Regions from separate parts of the Zea mays genome. Here region 2 is linked to region 1. Evidence: chromatin contacts called from public Hi-C data. All regions are on one chromosome and are shown on one strand. The core of a region is the stretch at or near the end of the contact, and the rest is flanking DNA. Distances in the headings are between cores, read along the strand shown. Region 1 holds the start of LOC100282861 (L-allo-threonine aldolase). Region 2 holds the start of LOC100279618.

Region 1 (4,734 bases), core at 591-3,090:
GCAAGAAACATATTGCACAACATTACCCTCACACCCTGTTTGGATCATTGGAATTGAATTCCATTTTAATAATAGTAATTATGACATATGTCAATTAAGCTAATTTAGTTTTATGCAAAATATATTTGTATACTATTATTAGCAAGATAACAGAGATATTTGTGCTACATTTTTACTATAGAGGAGTGAGACGAAGAGTGTCATGTAAGTTACAGAGTAGAAACAAATTTTACTAATGCATAAAAATCATTTTCCATCCTCCATCTCATGAATTTGAGATAAGCTTATATCTAAACTTTGGAAAGTGGTGGAATGTCAAATTCCAAACTAAGGGCCCCTTTGGCAGGGCTCTGGCTTCTCCAAAAACGGCTTTGGCTCTGGCTCACGAGGTGAAACCACTTCTTTAGATGAGCCAAAGCCATTCTGAAAAATCATTTGGCAAAACGGCTTATAGGTTGTTTTTCAGAAAGACTCTTGTATAGTTTATCTCTCCTGTACGTGGCTAGGGATTGAGGGCAGGACCAAAAAAAATAATTTGGACTGGTGGGAGGGCTATTGTACAAAAATGACGTGAGCTGAAGCCGGGTGAGCCACTTTTTTTGGCTCATGCCCTCTAGTTCATTTTGGAAAAACACTTCACTGGTGAAGCCATTTGAAAAAGAGGTGTTTGGCACAACTTTTGCATGAGCCAGAGCCGAAGCTGAAAAATAAGCCCTACCAAAGGGGCCCTAAATAAGTTATTTTATTAAGTGAATTTTAATTCCTCTAAAATGAAGGGATCCAAACGCCCCCTCACACTAAAACCATAAAATTCAATCATAACCAACCATCTTCTTAATACTTACTCATCATACTTTAATATCATGGCATGTCTCAACCATGAGCATGCAGCAGTCGTTGCCAGTAGGGTTGGAAACGAGCCGAGCCGAGCTCGATTCGACTCGATTCAGTGCGGCTCGTTGACAGACCGAACTTGGCTCAGTTCGTTCACTTAACGAGCTAAAAGAGGAGGCTCGGAGTTGGCTCACGAGCCGGCTCGACTCGCGAGCTGGATCTTAATAAATAATATTGCATTATATATTAATTTAATAATATATAAATATAAAAAATATAATCATCATTCAACATTATAAGTGAAATTATCCATTATCCATTGTTATTGTATAGTTTGATTAATTTGGCACAACTCGCGAGCTGGCTCGGCTCGGTGGACCAACGAGCTCGAAAACGAGGCTCAGCTCGACTCATTCGGGGCTCACAAGCCGCTCTGAGCCGCCCGAGCTTAAGCCGGTTCGCGAGTTTCGAGTTTTTTTTTTTTTTTGCCCTAGTTGTCAGTGCATCATCGCTAGTGCCGGTAACCAATTTGGATGGGCTGTATGTCTGTATGGGCTGAAAATGGTTTTGGTGGGCTGAAAGTTGATCTAACCGATGGAATAGATAGGATGTGCTGCCTGGCCTACCGGCTTCCGTCACAACCCTTTGCTTGTAGGCCGAACTTGTACGGTGGGCCTCTTCCTCACTACTAATAAATTATGCATTTGGAGGGCGACGAAACGATGCCGTCACAACCCTTTGCTTGTCAGTCATCTGTCTGGTGCCGACTGCTGGACCCCTCTTTGTTTGTGCCTGGAGGCTGGACCGCTGGAGCCCTGCACAGTGTACAGTGACGTTGTCCTCTTTGTCTGGATCTCGAGACTTCTGTGTGCTGCGATTGCGACGAATTAAAGAAACAGGTCTGTAGTAGCAACTAGCAAGTGCAGTCCGCATCATCGTCCTCATTGATCATCGTGGTCGTCATCATCATACCATACAGAGAATATGCATGGTTTGTGGTCCTTCTAACAGCGCGAAACATCTGTCAGTTTTCCTTCAAAAATGGAAAAGCGAAGGCAAAACCAAAGTTTGTTGTGGGAGTGGGACGTGACACCCCGCACACATCAGTTCATTTCAGTTTCAGCAGGTCAGTTTTCGTCCTGATACTCTGTCGCTGCAGCGGTGCCGGTGCAGCGCTAGCTGCAGTTGGGTTGCGGCCGCAGAGCAGCAGCAGGAAGGATGGCGACCAAGGTGGTGGTGGACCTGCGGTCCGACACGGTCACCAAGCCTTCCGAGGCCATGCGCGCGTCCATGGCCGCGGCCGACGTCGACGACGACGTCCGGGGCGCGGACCCGACCGCGCGCCGCTTCCAGGAGGAGATGGCGGCGCTCATGGGCAAGGAGGCCGCGCTCTTCGTCCCGTCGGGGACCATGGGCAACCTCGTGTCCGTCCTCGCGCACTGCGACGTCCGCGGCAGCGAGGTCATCCTCGGCGACGACTCGCACATCCACCTCTACGAGAACGGCGGCATCTCCACCCTCGGCGGCGTGCACCCTAAGACCGTCAGAAACAACTCCGACGGCACCATGGACATCGACAGCATCGTCGCTGCAATCAGGCCTCCCGGCGGTGGCCTGTATTACCCGACCACCAGGCTCATCTGCTTGGAGAACACACATGGGAAGTGAGTTTTCTGATGCCGATCTTGCTGGTGAAAAGTACATTGTTTTTTTTTACCTACGTCGTGTGTTTGTTACTGGCTTACTGCTTCTGCAGTTCCGGAGGGAAGTGTTTATCCGCAGAATACACTGAAAAGGTTGGCGAAATTGCCAAGAGTCATGGCCTGAAGCTTCATATCGATGGAGCTCGCATTTTCAACGCCTCTGTGGTCAGTAGTACGGTGTCATTGTTGGGTCTTAAGATATCTATTTTATATAGGATTGAGATCTTATGTCTATATACTTTGCCTCTTCGCTTAGAAATTCCTAGACATCTGCGCATGCTTCCAAGCATCGTAATCCATTATTTTCGTTGTGCCAGGCACTTGGAGTTCCTGTGGACAGACTTGTGAGAGCTGCAGATTCAGTTTCGGTACGTTCCAAATCAGCTACGCTGCTTACATGTGAATGGACTACAGATACATGTATCATGGTGCTTCTATTCCTCTTTGAAAACTTAAACTTCAGGTATGCATTTCTAAAGGTTTAGGCGCCCCCGTTGGATCAGTTATTGTTGGCTCGAAGGCCTTCATCGACAAGGTCTGTTGATTTGTGTTCCTAAGTCTAAACTGCAGCGTTGTATTGTTTGCAAAAAGAAAAGAATTGCAAGTTATGATGGAAATATGAACAATACCTTCAGGCCAAAATTCTCCGGAAGACCCTAGGTGGTGGAATGAGGCAGGTTGGAGTTCTCTGTGCTGCTGCTCATGTTGCCGTTCGTGACAATGTGGGAAAGCTTGCAGATGACCACAGAAAGGCTAAAGCTTTGGCAGGTATATTTTTTCTTCTAAAAAAACTTAGGTCAGAATTGGTTATACCCTGTTCAAGGCCTGATTTTTCCCTTTTATAAAAAACAGTTTATTTCCCCCAGAATATTTGTTTCCCGACCTTTTATCCTACTTAAAACAACATGAAAAAAAAGACTGCACTGTTCCATTGCATTTGCTAGAAAACAAATCGTCGTTGGCTTGAAGTTCTGAACTTGTCACTCTTGTTCGTTTGCCTAGACGGACTGAATAAAATCGAACAGTTCAGAGTGGATTCAGCATCAGTCCAGACCAATATGGTCAGCCTCTGATATTATATTTCTCATTAACCACAATATATGTAACTGTAAACATCACATTTGTAACATATTACATATACTATGCTTTGTAAGGTATTCTTGGACATCGTGGATTCACGCATATCATCTAACAAGCTGTGCCAGGTTCTGGGAACGCACAATGTGCTCGCAAGTCCAAGGAGTCCAAAAAGGTGAAGTTCCATTGCTGTTCAGCACCTTTTAAAAAAAGATTTAGCACGTCAAGTATTTTTCTAATAACATTTAGCATGTCAAAAAAGGTGAAGTTCCACTCAGTAGTTTAGGATTTAGCATGTACATTATTTTTTGAAATATGATTTAGCATTTCCAATATCCATGTTTGTGCTATCGTTTTACTAACTTCACTGACACTACCAAAACTAACAATATCAGCAGTTTTTTGAAATCCAGACAATACCATTATACTACATTCATTCTCGAATATTTGTCACCGGCTAGTTCATTTTTGAACTAAAATACAACAAATAAAAAAAAACGGAGGAACTACACATCAATTCCAACTATTCATATGACCTCCTTTTATTTATGTAGTGTCAGGCTTGTCCTTCATTACCAAATTTCAGATGATGATGTTCAATATGCACTGACGTGTTTTAAGGTAGATATACAAAAACTCACGCTGTTTCTACTTTTCACTATTACTGTTCAGGTTCGTGTGTGCCGGTGTGAATGTCACTAATATGATCTTATGTTTTCAGAAAGCTGCTGAACAGCTACTAATGGGCAGTACTGAACTCGAGCATTTGGCTGAACAGCTACTGATGGGCACTACCAAGAACTCGTACGGGCAATAGGGCACCCTGATGCATAAGCTCGGTGTGGTCTTATCTGTAATCAGCTCGAAATATTGTAGCCGCACCAAACCTTTGCTGAATAACTGTTGCTTCTCACTTGTTTATTGGATGTGTTCGTTCCTGTGCTTTGGCCTGTTTGGTTTAACTTTTCTCTGACCGGTTTTTCTGAGAATCTGGTTGTGCAAAAAATCCTGCTATAGAGAGAATCTAGTATCATGGGGATTACGAGTGGAGGAAGATGAAGGTGTTCATAAGGTTCAGGATCTAGAAATAAATGGATTTCTACTATTTCAAAGACTCGGC
Region 2 (4,561 bases), core at 208-2,707, 190 kb after region 1:
TCATAACCGGTGACAGTGGCGGGTAAATAACTCTAAACTCCATGACTAGGTTGCTTTTTTTTGGAGTTTTCGGAGCAGAAAAGAGGTACTCCAAAAAAATTTACTGCAGCTCAAAAAACTCTATAAAGTTTACAACTCTAGAGTTAGAGTGTTTGGCATGCTCTGGCCATCTCCTCCTTAGAGTTTTGCTCTGGAGTCATGCCAAACATATCCTTAATTAACTTATTTATATTGATTCCAATTTTTTTAAAGTCTAGCTGGATTTAAAAACTTATCTTCTTAGCTTTCCATGCGTAAATGGAGTCATTATGTGTCCTATGCATTAATTCCAATGTAGTCTAGTCATGGAGTTTGAAGTAGAATCAAAGTCGAATTGAGTTTGTACTACTCTCACGTGATGCAGACGTACTAGCTAGTCCTCTTCAACTCTCCAACCTTTTTCAAGTCCTTATTGATACACTCTAAGGTTTCTAATCAATAAAACATACGCTCTATCAATCATAAGGTTAGAAAAATAATTGGCTAGATAAGAACATACCTAAAGATTCATGACATGCTTGCGCTTTTATAACTAGGTCTTGTAATATATAAAAGGTGATGACCTCGTTATCCTCTCCTTATAGCGAGTTTTCTAACCACTCGTCCCTGTTCCCTTCAACAACTCATTCCCAACTATCAATGTTTCTGATCGCTCTTCTCACTTACCCTACCTCCTATCATCTGAGGACATCTCCAGCGGAGCATGGAAATGGACTTGTATTGTAGACTATATTATTAATATAGAGTAGAGTTTGAAACAGGAAATAAGATAGAGGGTAGAGTAAGGAGGCTGGTGGAGATAGTCGGAATGTGGCTTGTTTAGTATCTGTGTGTGACTGCTCCATAAATTTCACTGTGGATCTCGATCCGACTTCTTTCTTCCAACCGTATCTTGTTTAGAGTCTGTTCGTGACTGCTCCACAAAATTTACTATGAAGATGAAGTTCTTGGAGCATTCCTTCGGATACTCTCGTACCTCTATTTCTAGCATAATTCACGTGTTTAGCAAAAAAAAAGGAGCAAAGGTAACAAAAATGTAGAGTAGAGGCGTCCTAAATATGGTATTAGTAAAGGAAGAGATGGGATGACGAGTAGATTTTTTGTGTCATTGTTTGTTGGAATGAATTTGAGAGCTCTAATATTTGAGAGCTGCTGCTGTAGTAAAATAAATAAAATGGTAGTGCATTACAAAAGGGCCAAGAGTCAGCTGCACCGGCCTGGCCCACTAGAAACTCGCCCCGCGAGATGGCGCAGCTGTCACCCTCTTTGGTTTCTGCGTTGCGCTTTCGGCGAGTTTCGTCTAGAAATCCCGTCGGGCCCTCGGCCGCTTTCCTCCTCCCCCGATCCAATCTGTCGTCCAGACATCAGCGAAATGACGACCTGCTTGCCGTCTGCCGCTCTGAGAACTCCAATTTGGACGCGCCGTTTGACCGAATACTGATCTCCGCATTCCAACGCTCAAACACCACCCGGGCGGCTGCGCCCCCAACTCCCCCCGTCCGCCCAACGCCCATCCCCCAAAAGGCTCCGATCTGATTCCGAGCCCCGCCAGGCGCCAGCCTTCTCCCGCCGCGTCGCACGTGCGCCCCACCCCATACTCACGCTCGAGCCGCGATCCCATCCGGGGGTTCCGATGCGGTCGCCGGCGCTCCTGGCCGCCGCCCTAGCCGCGGTGGCACTCCTAGCTGCCGGTGCCGGATTCGCGGTGGCCGCGACGGAGGAGGCCTACGTCACGCTACTGTACGGCGACGAGTTCGTGCTCGGCGCGCGCGTCCTTGGGAAGTCCCTCCGCGACACCGGCACGCGGCGCGACATGGTTGTGCTCGTCTCCGACGGCGTTTCCGAGTACTCGCGGAAGCTCCTACAGGTCTGCTGAAGCTCCGATCACTGTAATTTAGTATGGAAATTTTATCTCATAGCTGAATTGGGTAGCTCCCTGAAGTATCTGCGCTGGAGTTCTTAGCTGCGAGGTCATTATTGAGGCCGTTGATGCTCATTTTAGAGCTAATCACTGATCTCCGCTGTCTGATTGATCAGAGTTTTGGGAAGGCTTCTACTGAATTTTGTGTCACTAAGTGGTGTGGAGCTGGATGAGGATCTCTCCTTCTTTTTTCCCTACTGTTGATCTCATGATTTGATCCCCGTACATCTACACATACTAAAATTAGTTCCAGGATGTTAGTAGCTTTTATGTTTTCTTGAGTTCGGACATTCAAGTCATGTAGATCTTGTGCCAGTCTGATGTGGTAGCGAAGCTGACCTTGCATATATTTCATCAGGCAGACGGTTGGATCGTGAATCGTATAACGTTACTGGCTAATCCTAATCAATTTAGGCCAAAGAGGTTTTGGGGCGTCTACACCAAGCTGAAGATATTTAACATGACAAGCTACAAAAAAGGTATGCTTTTCAGTTATTTTTCTAGTTCATCGTTATATGTCTCTGTATCATGGCCTTTACTTTGTTTTTGTTCATTGTTCTAATAGAATGCTGCCTTTCCAGTTGTTTACCTTGACGCAGATACTATAGTTGTGAAAAGTATCGAGGATCTTTTCAAGTGTGGCAAGTTTTGTGGAAACTTGAAGCATTCTGAAAGAATGAATTCTGGTGTGATGGTTGTTGAACCCTCTGAAACTCTTTTCAATGATATGATCAAAAAAATGGATCAATTGCCTTCTTACACAGGAGGTCAGTGCTCTTCTTTTCTTCTGTGTGTTCCTTTTTTTAGATAACATAATTCCTTTCTGAGAAGGCCATAGTACTAGTCAAAATATTCCCTTTTATTTATTATCTTCTTGAAAGCATATTAATTAACAATAAACAGCTCATACATGTCTAAGAACTTATGATATGATGTTAATTGTTACATGACAGATCTGTTGTGGAGTATAGAAATAGCTAATTATCTTCAAATAGTAATTACATACAATGTTGAGAAAATAAGATCTCGCTGCCTATAGAACTAACCTAAGGGCACAGCGGCCAATGAAGTATTCAAGCACTCTATGGCCTGCCACACCAGCCTCCATGGCAATCTTTCTGCAAGTTTTTCATCAGCAGCACTTCTTCAGACTTCAGCTCTCTGTTGTGCCATTGCTGATGGAGAAACATCATTTCCAGTAATCAAGTTCATGGCTGCAAATGAACATTTTTCATGCTTTAACAGAAACATATCCTACACCTGTTGTTTTTTATGTTGCTACGATAGCCACTCCTATGCCAAACAGTTGTGCTGGGCCTCCTGATAACAGACCGTTGCTCTGTTCTATTTCTTTCCAATGATGCAAAAATCTCCATCGCTGGGAGGCTCCAATTTTCTTTTGATCAACATCTATGTCTTTCCTGGGTATTTTTTAGGGCAGAGGGTTAGGGTAAGACAGTATCTTCGAAAAGAATACCAGTGCGTTTGGATGTTGGAATTTAGACTCGGAATTCAGAATTGGAATTGACAAACCCGAATTCTGGTGTTTGGATGGTCACAGTATTTGGAATTGGAAATCCACCAAATTCCAGCCGGTATTCAACTCTACACACGCCTCCACTCTCCAATTCCGACCCTCCACCCTCTGATTTGCTCGGAATTGAACTGGATTTGGTATTGGATCCGATTTCCAAAGCCAGGCTGATTTGGTATTGGATCCAATTCAATTCCACCATCTCCAATTCCAACATCCAAACGGAGCCTACACGTATCCATTTGACATTTGCTTGGATAGGCCTGTATTATCTTGAGAACACTTTATGTGGTGGATCATTTTGTTAGGATCGACTATATTACTTTGAACAGATTCGCTGTAGCTACCAGTTTACCACTTATGTATGATTAGTTTTCTTTTATCATCTTCAGCATGCTGGCAATTCAGCATTTTCAATCAAATAGTGTTCTGATTTCATGTTGAACTATTTCATGCAGGGGACCAAGGTTTTCTAAATTCATATTATTCTGATTTTGCCAACTCCCGTGTCTATGAGCCAGACTCGCCTTTAACTCCTGAACCAGCGACACAACGCCTTTCTACCTTGTATAATGCTGATGTTGGTCTTTACATGCTAGCAAACAAGGTAAGACTCCTTATGTGTAATTACATATTGATCAGGGTCCAGTATATTGGCCAACTATCATGATCAAATGGTTTATAAAAGCATTGCAACAAGGTCTACATGATTGCTCCATTCACTTGATTTACCATTAGCACTCTTGTTTGTCAGTACATGCCAACTATCAAGGTTAACTAGAGTTTTGTCAGCATTGTATGTCGTCAATCTTATGCAAGTTAATCATCAGAAATCATTATTAATTGCATGGAGTTTCTTCTACCAGCCTTATCTAAGGAATACTATATTTAATCTACCTTCTTGCCCTCTCTTAACAGACCACCAAAATATGATTACAAATGTTTCGATTGGTTGCTGGACTGTATTAGCATGATTATTTTAGCATTTCTAATTTATTGAAGGTCTTTAGTATCACAACCCCAAAAACCAGTGTTTATTTGTGTTATTACATTTTGAATAGTTTGGC

Evidence for each region. A called contact is a pair of places that touch in the nucleus more often than the background predicts.
Region 2: a contact with region 1 is called in a Hi-C map of ear, with 2.8 times the contacts expected there. The contact joins the promoter of LOC100279618 here to the promoter of LOC100282861 in region 1. A contact is called at or near these places in 3 of 25 Hi-C or Micro-C datasets (ear, leaf and tassel).

Annotation. Positions count from the first base shown.
Region 1 is chr10:133,168,255-133,172,988 of Zm-B73-REFERENCE-NAM-5.0, forward strand. LOC100282861 (L-allo-threonine aldolase) reads left to right here and starts at 1,841. Exons shown (of 9, transcript NM_001155767.1): 1 at 1,841-2,498; 2 at 2,591-2,702; 3 at 2,855-2,905; 4 at 3,001-3,072; 5 at 3,173-3,305; 6 at 3,540-3,598; 7 at 3,692-3,789; 8 at 4,175-4,235; 9 at 4,336-4,555. The coding sequence starts at 2,053. The coding sequence ends at 4,431.
Region 2 is chr10:133,359,960-133,364,520 of Zm-B73-REFERENCE-NAM-5.0, forward strand. LOC100279618 reads left to right here and starts at 1,458. Exons shown (of 10, transcript NM_001152614.1): 1 at 1,458-1,906; 2 at 2,319-2,439; 3 at 2,542-2,727; 4 at 3,953-4,101. The coding sequence starts at 1,673.